Regions from separate parts of the Mus musculus genome. Here region 2 is linked to region 1. The links are chromatin contacts, called in public Hi-C maps. All regions are on one chromosome and are shown on one strand. The core of a region is the stretch at or near the end of the contact, and the rest is flanking DNA. Distances in the headings are between cores, read along the strand shown. Region 1 has its middle 23 kb from the start of Gm34700. Region 2 overlaps Lnx2 (ligand of numb-protein X 2).

Region 1 (5,368 bases), core at 40-2,539:
CTGAGCTTGTTTGCTGGCAATTAGGTCTGATCTGGTCACTTCCCAATGCATCCCCGCCCACACACACTCCCCCAACCTTTTTGGGAGGGGAGAAGGCGACGTGGGGGGATGATGAGAGAGGAAAGGAAGGAAAATTCTGGTTAATAGAAACCTCTTAAAAGTAAGGACAGGGTGAGATGCACACCACGTTTGGATTCTTGGTCCCTGTGGTTGCAGGTGGGGTTGCCATTACCCTCCCACCAGCGCCCTGAGTCTCCCGCCACAACTCCCGTCTGAGCAGGAGTCTCCGAGAGTCAAAGGGAACAGGAACTGTGTGTGTCCTGGACTCTGACAAACTGAGGACATGGTCTGACTGTGGCCTCAAGCAGGAGAGGGCACCCACCCCCACCCTCCACCCCAACCCCCACCCCCACCCCCATCCCCGTTTGAATACAACCCTGACCTTTTCTTCACCTGCCCTTGCAGGATTGGATAGTTAACAAAGCTGCAGTGTTCCATCCCGCCACAGGATGGCAGTATTGTCGCGGGTAACACACGGCCTTAGTCCCACGAAACAGCTTCCGCATTACTGAACCTCAGGAAACACACAGGCTGATAACTTATTATAAAATAACCATGAAGCTGCAAGTTAAAATAAAAATAACTATGATCACATAAAATAAACAACCTTTATTTATTAAACCTCCTTACTAAATATTTGGTGTGCAGGAAAAAAAAAATTCTTTCCAGGGTGAAATTGAAGATTGCATTCTGATGTCTCTAAGCTGTGTTTCAAGGGCCTTTCCCTTGAAGTGGAAGTGCTGCCAGGAGCCATGGCGAGAGGCGGACAGAATAGCATAGCGCTGGGGACAGAGGCCTGAGCTCCACCTACAATTGGACCGTGGCTCCAGAGGCTCTCTCTTGTGTCTGATTTCTGAATCCAAGAATGGCGGTGGGTCCCACTTCACGAGCTGTGAGGAGCCACAGAGCAAACGCCCATCAGGTAGTCAGTGGTGCATAATATGTGCTCAAAAGCAATTAACTTCAGCCATTCTCAACTTGCTGGGACCTCTTGGGGGAATCTTTAAAGTCATCTAGTTCCTTTGCAGTTGGAGGAAGCTCTTACCCATAATTCTCTTTCTACAGTTTCAACCTGCCTGTGGTTGGGTTGAAAACTAAATGGAAAAAAAAAAATCCAGAAATGAGCATTTCACAAGTTCTAAACAGTGCCTCATTCCAAGAAGTGGCACAGTGGCCTTTGTCATTCCGCTCCTCCCAGCCCGGGGTTGGTCATGCTTTTGTGTAGTGTATCCACACGGTACATGCTACCTGTTTTCTAGTTACCTAGGAGCTAACTCAGTTATCCGATTGACTGTCCTTGTACAGAGCATCTCTATCTTGGATAGTGTCCAAGAACCCTGCCGTTTCAGAAATCCTTGGGAGAGTGGGGCTGGGGGGGGGGGGAGCTGGAGAGGGTGGTCCTGGAAGGTATTCCTTGCAAGTAGGTCTCTGGTTCACCTGTGTTCATCATCAAGTCATTCAGAGTAGCCATGTGTCCCCCAGCATGAGGAGACCGCGGCCTCGGCACCCAATGGAATAGTACTCAGACTGAAAAGGAATAAAACCTGGCACATGTGACGGAGTGGCTAAAGCCAGGGGACACTTGGCTACTCTGAATGACTTGATGAAATAAGCCAGACCCGAGAAGAGAATTCCTGTATGATGTTACATACATGAGGTCAGACTTAGAAAGGAAGACTGGGGTGTTGGCTGCCAGGAGCTGGCCGCGGTGGGTGGAGGAAGTTAATGTTTAATGAAATCTGCTCCAGTTTCGGTTCTGCATGATGAAAAGCCGTGGAGGCAGATGGTGGGGGTTGCGCAAGGACTAGAAGGGACTCAATGCCGCCGAACCGCATGCATGATGACGGCCAACGTGGTCCTGTTTTATGGTATCTCAGTTAAAGCAGTATTTTATTATGTTAGAAAGAAGTGGTTTCCTTTCATGGGTCCACATGGTTGAGATCCTGTGGCTCTGGGTAAGACATAGAGTAAAATTTAAATTTAAATAGTGGCTCTTAAAAGGGACCCTCTCATCCCACAGAGTCTGACTCAAACTCAGCAGTGACCTCCTGAGGGTGATTGCAGCAGCTTGACATTCCCAGAGTCCTCTCTAATAGCAGTGACCTTCTACAACCCTGTCACCTACTGCCCTCAGGGGCTGAATGGGTTCAGGCCCCCACTCCACCCCACCCACCCCACCCCACCCCCATTCCTAAGCCCCAGAACCATCCACTGATTTCACCCTTCCCCCAGATTCTTTGTCCTCCTTGGGCCCCCAAAGAAGCTAAGAGGGCTTTGGGGGACTGCATTATACCCTAGAGGGATTTTAACCTTCCTTGGAAAGAATTCAGAGCTGGCAACAGACTCCTGACCCAGAACGCCCCCTTTGCCAGGAGTCGAGTTGACAGCCCAGCTGGCATGCAAATACGGACAGAACGGATGGGGACGCAAGTCCTTCAGTAGCAGAGTGAGAAGTCCATGCGAGACCAGCATTGCATGTCTCATACATGTGATTGCACAGCGGACCGGCATCTACATTCTGTTGTTGTTGGTGGTGGTGGTGGTGTTTTTAAGGATTTATTTAATTTTTTTTATGTATCAGTACACTGTTGCTCTCTACAGAGATGTCACAAGAGGGCATCGGATCCCATTACAGATGGTTGTGAGCCACCATGTGGTTGCTGGGAATTGAACTCAGGACCTCTAGGAGAGCAGTCAGTGCTCTTAACTGCTGAGCCATCTCTCCAGCCAGACATCTACATTCTTAAAACACGCATGGGCAGTAGAGCAAACAACCAAAGAGGAGGTGTTTACAGACTCAGTTGGAACTACTCAAATGAAGGAACTGGTGAGATTGCACAGTGGTTAGAGCGCCAGCTGCAATTCCAAAGGACCCGGGTTCGAGTCCTGGCACCCACACAGCAGCTCACAACTGTCTACAACTCTAGTTCCAGGGGATCTGACGGCCTCGTCTGGTCTCCTCAGATACCAGGCACACAAATAGCTCAGAGACATACATATAGGTTAAACACCCATACATATAAAAGAAATTAACTGATAAACTGCTCACTCTATAGAAACATCCCAGACAGAAGTACAGCCAGGGGCAGGGGGACACCAAGGCAAATGCTCCTTGCCTGTCTAGGGCATATCCAGGCTTCTGCTCAAACAAAGCACAGGGAAGAATGGCCCACACACCTTCTGCTTACAACACCATTAGTTAATTAAATCATAGCTTTACTGTGCCTGCCTGCAATTAGCTCTACAGCTAATCTAGACGTTTCCAGCTTCCTGGGGTCTGCTGGTCTTTTTTTTTTTTTTTTTTTTTTTTTTTTTGTGCTTGGCTCGCAAATGTCAGGCTGAAGCTATGGTGACAGATAAAGAGAGACCTAGCGGTCCTTTCTCGATTACAGCTTTTCCCCTTTGATATCTTTATGCTGTGCTATAAAAGGCCTATTATACTTAATTTAAAGAGTGAGGCCTGCTGACACCTCTTTCAATTGTTAATCTTTAGGAAGCAATGGGCGGAATATTATTTGAAAGGAATAAAGCGCTTGCTTTATTGGAGAGTTTAGAGAGTAGTAAAGATCTAATAGCCGGCACAACAATCCGTTGTTTGCACTTCGTGAGAGTTGGATTTATTAGCATAAGCCACTTAAGGCATGTTACAGTCAGCCTCAGCCCCAGCCCCAGGCTTTCCCTTGGGCTGCTGGAGCACGGGGAGGTGTGGAGAGAAGCCGGTCTAGTCCATGACCACACTATCTGCAAGCATGTCGCCCAGAGCCTACACAACGTGTCCATATATTTACATGATGTCACACCCTAAACCAGTGGACAGTGGCTGTCTGTCATATGTCCTATACACCAAGCCATGGTCTGCCTCATCTGTCTCTTGCAAGGTCCAGGAGGACCAGACCCGGGACTTAATTAAACCCGAGAGCCAGAAAACCTCTTGGCTCTTATTGAGAGAAGACGGGGACCTTCAGTTTCTGCTCATCAAGTGAGGTTTCAGAGCCTGCCAGTGGCCTCTGACCTTGGGGTAGAAATGGCAGGCCCCAAGAGAAGTTCAGAATGCACATGTTTGAAGTAGCAGTAGCTCCCAAGGGATAGGGTGTTTTCCTTCTGAAACCCCGCAAAGAGAAAAGTACGGTTCGTAAGCCTGCCTGTCAGTCAACCTGCTTTGGCTTCTCCAAGATGACGCCCGGGAAGGTTTTGAAGCCTAGAGACCCGTGATAGGCTTCTAAATACCGGCAACTCTCTCCTCTAGGAACATGACTCCACCCTGGTACACCGAGGTGAGGCTGGAGGTCTGACAGACATCCCCGCTGCTCACAATCACACCACCAGTCAAGGGAGCCGGCTCTGTACCCACCCACACCCAGTTCAAAAGGTGAACAGCCCCAGCCAGGGCCTCCTGACAAGCCTCAAGCTGGCCCCACTGATCCTCCTGCCCCTGAGAAACATTTATCGCTTGAACTTTCAGCCTACTAATTCCAACCAAGGTCCATATCGCTCAGCTTCAGGCAATAAAAAGAAAAAGAAAAAAAAAAAAGTATGTTTATCTTTTGGAGTCAAATCCTGTCTCTCCCAGATGACTCTTCCACTGGTCTGTTTCCTTGTTCTCTATGTCCTAATTTCCAGTCAAGGCCAGTTAGCTCAGCTCTTCCAGCAAACATGAGAACCTGGCCTCTCAATGAAGGCAGCTGGGCCTGGATTCCCTGAGGCCCGGTTCAAGGTCACAGTCAAGGAGCTGTTAGGAGCAAGAGCCCTGGCCTTCAGGGGCTCTGTTCTATAAATAATGGATGCTAGTTGTTCAGATTTGAAGGTATCTAAATAAATAAATCTCTTCTTGAAGCCATATTGAAACTCTGGGGAGCCAAGGAAAGCTAACACCTACAAAAGATGATATCTGGACTCTCAATAGCACGAGGCAAGATCTACACTAGGCCCAATGTAAGGTTAGAGACACAACAACCCCCTGGTCTCCTGCTTCACCTGCCTTCTGCCTGCCCTGGGGCCGTGCGTCTGGCTTCTGCACTCTTGCACAAGAAGCGAGGTTGGTAGTGAGTATTAGGTACCACCCTGGAGAGGAGGAACCAGACAGAGGGAGAGCCACCTTTGGGTTGCCACCCAGATGTCTTGTTAGCAAGCGCCAACTCAGGACCAAAAGTCAGCCCCAGATAGCGTTCCTTGCCTCTTGCTGATTCTGCTCTTGAAGGAGTCTCATTAAGTCATTCTGTGGGCAAGGGCAAGATGGAGTAGGGTTGGGGGGTCCTCTACTAGCAACACTTGAACAAGCAGTCCCAGAGATGTGTCCTCAAAGAGGGGC
Region 2 (5,355 bases), core at 1,490-3,989, 380 kb after region 1:
CAGTGCTCTTAACCGTTGAGCTATCTCTGGCCCCTTTGACAACCACAAAATTCAACAGCGGTTTCTGCAGTCAGACAGCAAAACCAATCTGAATGAGCATAAAGCTGGGTAGCAGCTCAAATCGGATCGGTTTCTCCAAAATCTTCTTAAAAACATTCCCTTGTACTTGCCTCGAGGCACAAAGTTTTTGAGCTACAATAGGGACTGAAAAGAAAGGTTTTAACCGGGCTTAGGGCTTTCTCCCTAGGCTTTGCCCACAGAGACCTAAAGCAAGACTGTGTTTCCTCATTTAAAACAAACCCATCATCTACGGCCACTCAGCATCTAGATTCTCGCCTGGTCTTTTCAGGTTAGTGGCCCCAGGTTATACACATAAATGGCTACAAACCAGGACCTTGATCTCTCCTAGCACTCTCAAAGCAATCTGAATTTGTGTTTCTAACAAACATTCAATTATATAACGGTCAACTGGCAATGTGTATTTACAAACAGTGATAAAAGAAAAACTAGAAGCCATAAAGTCATCAAATAGAAGTAGGCAGTCCTTGTTTTGGGTGTTCTCTGCTTCCTGGTTGGTTGTGACATGAATAGTCTCAGCCACACTCTGGGCCTGCCATAATCTAAACTGCTCTGTCCCCTGACCGTGAAAAATGAAGGGTCGCCTATCATAAGCCAACATAGTTCCTGTCGTAAGCTGTTTCTGTCCGAAGCCTCAGAACTAGGTGGCAGCGGGTCTGGAAGAGCACCCACCTGCCATAAGGGCCTGAAAGATGAGACGCTGCAGAGCCAAAAATCAGACCAGTGGTACTTGTGGTCTGGGTCAGAGAAGCTACAATGGGTGGCTGCGACTGCAGAGACAGCTAACTGATCAGAATGAACCCACGGACTGGACAGAGCATGGTTCTAAACAGGACTTCCACCCAAACCTCCATGCCTCAGGGACACTACAGGAAGCTGTAAGAGCCGAGGAAGGGCTGAGTGGTGTGGAACACTGTATCCGGGCATGCTAGGAGTGCCGTCCTCTTGAACCCACAGCAGTGTGATGATTATCTGACAAGCCCTACACACTTGGGTCCCTCGATATTTCAGGATGGAGGGAAAGGGGGCTCACAGGTTCCTACCCTCCTCTTTGAGGACATACGGGCAGTCAGTGGTTAATGGGAGCCAGTCAGACATTTTCAGGGCCTCAGATATCAGAGTGGGCTCAAGCCCCTGTAAGTATCCCAGCGTGGGCTTAGGGACGCAGCCTGCAGGAAGCCCATTGGTCACGAACAAGCAGAAGACATGCAAGTAGGAGGAAAACTGACAGGGAAGGGGACCAATCGGTGTGGGTGTGGATGGGGTGACAAGCTAAGGGGCTCGAAGAGCATCAAAATATGTTAAATATACACATAAAACATCATAACAAAACCAATTATTATATAATTAACATAAGCCAATAAAATTAAAACAATGAAAATTATTTTAATAGAAAAATTTCCATAAATATAGGGAGAATGTGAGCATTTAACACCTTTTTTTTTTTTTCAAAGCAGAGTGCTATAATTTGGACTTCAAACCCAAGAAACACCTCCTATCCAAACATTTAAACTTTCATGCATTTGGTTAAATAGAGAAAATGCCATCTGAAGACTACTACAGAAATCCTGGCAATCTTTTGGGTACTGTTTCCATGGAAACGTCAGGAAGAAGAACACATAGCATGGAATATGTTCTTAAAACCACTTTATCTTGTTTCTTCCTATCAGTTAACTAGCACGGTACATGGCAGGTACAGAGATTAAGCCACCAGAACACTCACAGCTCATTCAACAAATATTTGTTGATTATATGCTGCAGGCTGGGCACCAAGCTTAAGAGATAGGGTTACTTTGGCTAAACAAATAGTCCCTGCCCTCACAGAGACTAGTCTGGTACAGAGACTTTAATTAGTCAGTGACACAACAGAAAGATAATGTGAGGCACATACAACTTAAATTTTTCAGTAGCCACATTAAGGAGAAACAGATGGTATCCACTACAATATGTAGCGATACTTTAATCTAATAAATCCGAAAGTATCAGTTACCATGTAGTCACCATGTAAAACGAATACTGAACTATCATAATACTTTCTTCATGCTTGGACCCTGAAATCCAATATTTATTTAAATTTTTTATAGATTTGTTTGTTTGTTTAAGACAGGGTTTCTCTGTGCAGCCCTGGCTGTTCTGGAACTCACTCTGTAGACCAGGCTGGCCTCGAACTCATAGAGATTCACCTGCCTGTGCCTCCCAAGTGCTGGGATTAAAGGTGTACGCTACCACTACCTAGCTAGAATTATTAATTTTTTAATCTTATGTATATGAATGTATTGCCTGCATGTATGTATGCGCATCATGTGAGTACCTGTTAGGTACCCTGAAACCAGGGCTATGGATGGTAATAAACCACTATATGGAAGCCTGGATGAACCCAGGCCCTCTGTAAAAACACGTGCTCTTACCTGCTGAGCCATCTCCCCAACACCACACTACTCTGTTTATGTCACAGTCCAGTTGGTACTAGCTATAGTTCAAACACTGGATAATGTTGGCCACCAGACTAACCACTTAGAGGAGCAGAGCATCTGGGCAGAGAAACAGAGGCATACAGTAGTGTTAGTGCGTGAGGGAGTCTTGAGCAATGCAGGAGACGGCAGACTGCCTGGTGATTAAGTGGGTGTAGGATTCTCACTCCGCCTCATATGCCAGAAAACTGAGTAAAAGTGGCCAATAGGACAGGTGTGGCTGACTCAGACAGCCCTGCCTCCTCTGAGTTGGGTACATGTGTGGTCAAACTGTGGGTGGCAGCTGCTGCAGTAGTTTTGGGAGAGTACAGAGCCCCTTGCTCAGCCTCCACAATATGCAAATACCCAGAATCATGGCTTGCTGACTCTGCAGTTTGGCTTGGGACATGTCTTAAGTTTAAGACAACTTGAACCAATCTCAGTAGCAAGGAGCACGTGAAACTTTAGTGGGTTAAACCTTGGTTACTTCCAAAACAGGGCCCAATGTTAACTTTCCCAGAAGCACGGAAGAGAGAAGGCTGTAAAAATGAAACTGAGGACTGTGGCTGGAGGCAAGGTGTTGAACAGTGGACACCGAGCCAGGCTCCTTCCCAAGCACCACTTGAAATACCAGGCTTCACCATACCGAACTCTTTCTGTGGTAGCCTACTGGTCAAAATCCTCAGAGAAGACTAGAGACTTCCCAGGTGCTGTTCCAGGAGCACAGTCACTCACACACACACACACACACACACACACACACACCCCACACACACTTTCATTTAAAAACATTCATCTTTCTACTTTCTCCAGCAACTCAGAACCCACTTCCAGTGACGTGAGGAACCCCTCACTATTACCAACTACTCCACAAGCACCGCTTCATGTTATCACTGCCATGAACAAGCCCTCTGGAGAAGCACCATCATTTTACAGAGGAAGAGAGGGCTGAGAGGTTAAAGGTCAGGCTGAAAGTGACTCAAACCCTGGCCAGTCTGATCCCTGAGTCCATGTCCGGGGGACCTGAAATTGGGAAACTTCCCAGAGTTCTCGCCCTCCTCCCTGTCAGTAAAGAAAGCCACGCCACAGGAGGAGGTGATACAGAGGAGGAGAGGCCACGTGATGTAGGCTATGGCTGACGGCCTCAGGGTGGGAACTATGATCGGCCCAAGGAAAGGCGACATTGCTCTGTGATGCACCTTCTCAGGTAGCTGATAATGTTATATAATTAGCAGGAGAGATAGATTCTCAACAGTCCTCAGACAGGCACAAGTTCACGTGCTGAGGATAAAGATCAGCGAGGCAAAGAGTCAAAGAGTAGAAAATAACAAACCCTTCATGAGAAAATGGGCCCAGTAATATTCCCAAACAGCCTATCGTGAGGAATTTCAACACACAGCAAGCTACCTTGATCTGAACCTTCAGAGAGGGTGGCACAGGTTACTGAGGTGGCAGCTAGGGAGCCAGGGTCTGGTGCCTTGACTGGAGCTCTGAGACAGGCTGCCCCAGGTTTCCCATGTGTCCACCGGGGGAGTCACCCACAACCACGCTTTACTGTCATTTAAGTTCCCTGTCAAATCACAGCTTCCAAACCTTTTCCAGCAACCTGGAAGTCTCTGGTGTCTCTTTATAGGTGAGTGTGGCCATTCGAAGGTAATCATGAACACTGAATATTCTTTCTTTTCAGTAGTTCTTCTATTCAGCAAAGATTTTTGTTCATGTGTTTTTTTGAGTTATTTTTCTTTCAGTCAGGGTCACACTTAGTAGCCTTGGCTAGCCTGGAACTCATACGCAGGCCAGGTTGAACTTGAACTCAGAGGACCGGGATTAACCACACCCCCAGCATTCCCAGCTCTGCGAATGTTTGAGATCCGCCTATTTCTGACATATATCAGTGTTCCCTCCAGCCGCTTAGGAGTTCCCCGTGACAATATGCTCCTTACAGAAACACAACTGGACTGTTTCCATTTTTGGTGATTATGAACAAGAGCTTCCATGAACCTATATTTTCCTTTCTCTTGGGTGAATACTTCAAAGTGGAAGGGTTGAGTCACAGGGCATATGCTTAGTCTCCTAAGCAGTCATAAGACCTGTCCCCAGAGAGTTTTACATTTCCAAAGATAAGCTCACATTCTTAGCCAACATTCGATGTTGTCAGTCTTTTAAACTTTAGCCACTGTGTAAACTGCAGGTGAGCAACTGATATTTTGGTTACTTTTTGAGTTGGATATTTTTGTTAAGGAATAACAGAATATAGTTATAAAGAATAAAGTACGATAAATAAAGCCTTATAAAATATACAGCAAAAAGAGAAATTATAATTTTAAAACTTTAAAAAGCTCCTTAAGGACTTTAAAAGTTGTGCTTGTTTGTTTTACATTCGTGGATGTTTGCCTGCGTGTGTGTCTATGTCCCTGGGGAGTGCCTGGTGCCTGCAGAGGCCAGAAGAGGGTGTCGGACACCCTGGACCTGGAGTTACAGATGGCTGTGAGCTGCCAGGTGGGTTCTGGGAAACAAACCTAGGTCCTCTGGAAGAAGAGCCAGTGCTCTTCACCATCTTTCCAGCCCTACTATAACTTTTAAGTACTTAGATATAAACTTTGTGGTACTTTTCAAGTCATGTGACTGAAACTATACTTCCATTTAGCACCTCATTAAAAAATTATGTTGCCAAATTTTAGCACTGTTCCTCGGGGAACTAGCACCAGAATAACTTTCCTCTCTGCTGATCTCTCACTACTTACACCACCAACAATCTATGGCTTGCTTCACTCATAACTCAGACCTGTGACAAAAACCTGAAACCCACCCGATGAGCAGGACACTG

What was found. A called contact is a pair of places that touch in the nucleus more often than the background predicts.
Region 2: a contact with region 1 is called in a Hi-C map of liver, with 4 times the contacts expected there. The contact joins two enhancer-like sites. A contact is called at or near these places in 1 of 484 Hi-C or Micro-C datasets (liver), 3 of 115 datasets of contacts at active chromatin or transcription factors (the 230-238 cell line, acute myeloid leukemia and large pre-B cells) and 1 of 9 other capture datasets (embryonic stem cells).

The regions. Positions count from the first base shown.
Region 1 is chr5:146,674,877-146,680,244 of GRCm38.p6, forward strand. No RefSeq gene overlaps it. Among named protein-coding and RNA genes, the nearest start is that of Gm34700, 23 kb to the right of the region's middle. Within about 2 kb of position 1,290, at least 117 of the 459 cell types and tissues checked have an H3K27ac peak or open chromatin away from gene starts, as enhancers often do. A contact at or near this core is called in liver, where this site is marked.
Region 2 is chr5:147,053,247-147,058,601 of GRCm38.p6, forward strand. All of the region lies in intron 1 of Lnx2 (ligand of numb-protein X 2), which reads right to left. Among named protein-coding and RNA genes, the nearest start is that of Lnx2, 21 kb to the right of the region's middle. Within about 2 kb of position 2,740, at least 30 of the 459 cell types and tissues checked have an H3K27ac peak or open chromatin away from gene starts, as enhancers often do. A contact at or near this core is called in liver, where this site is marked.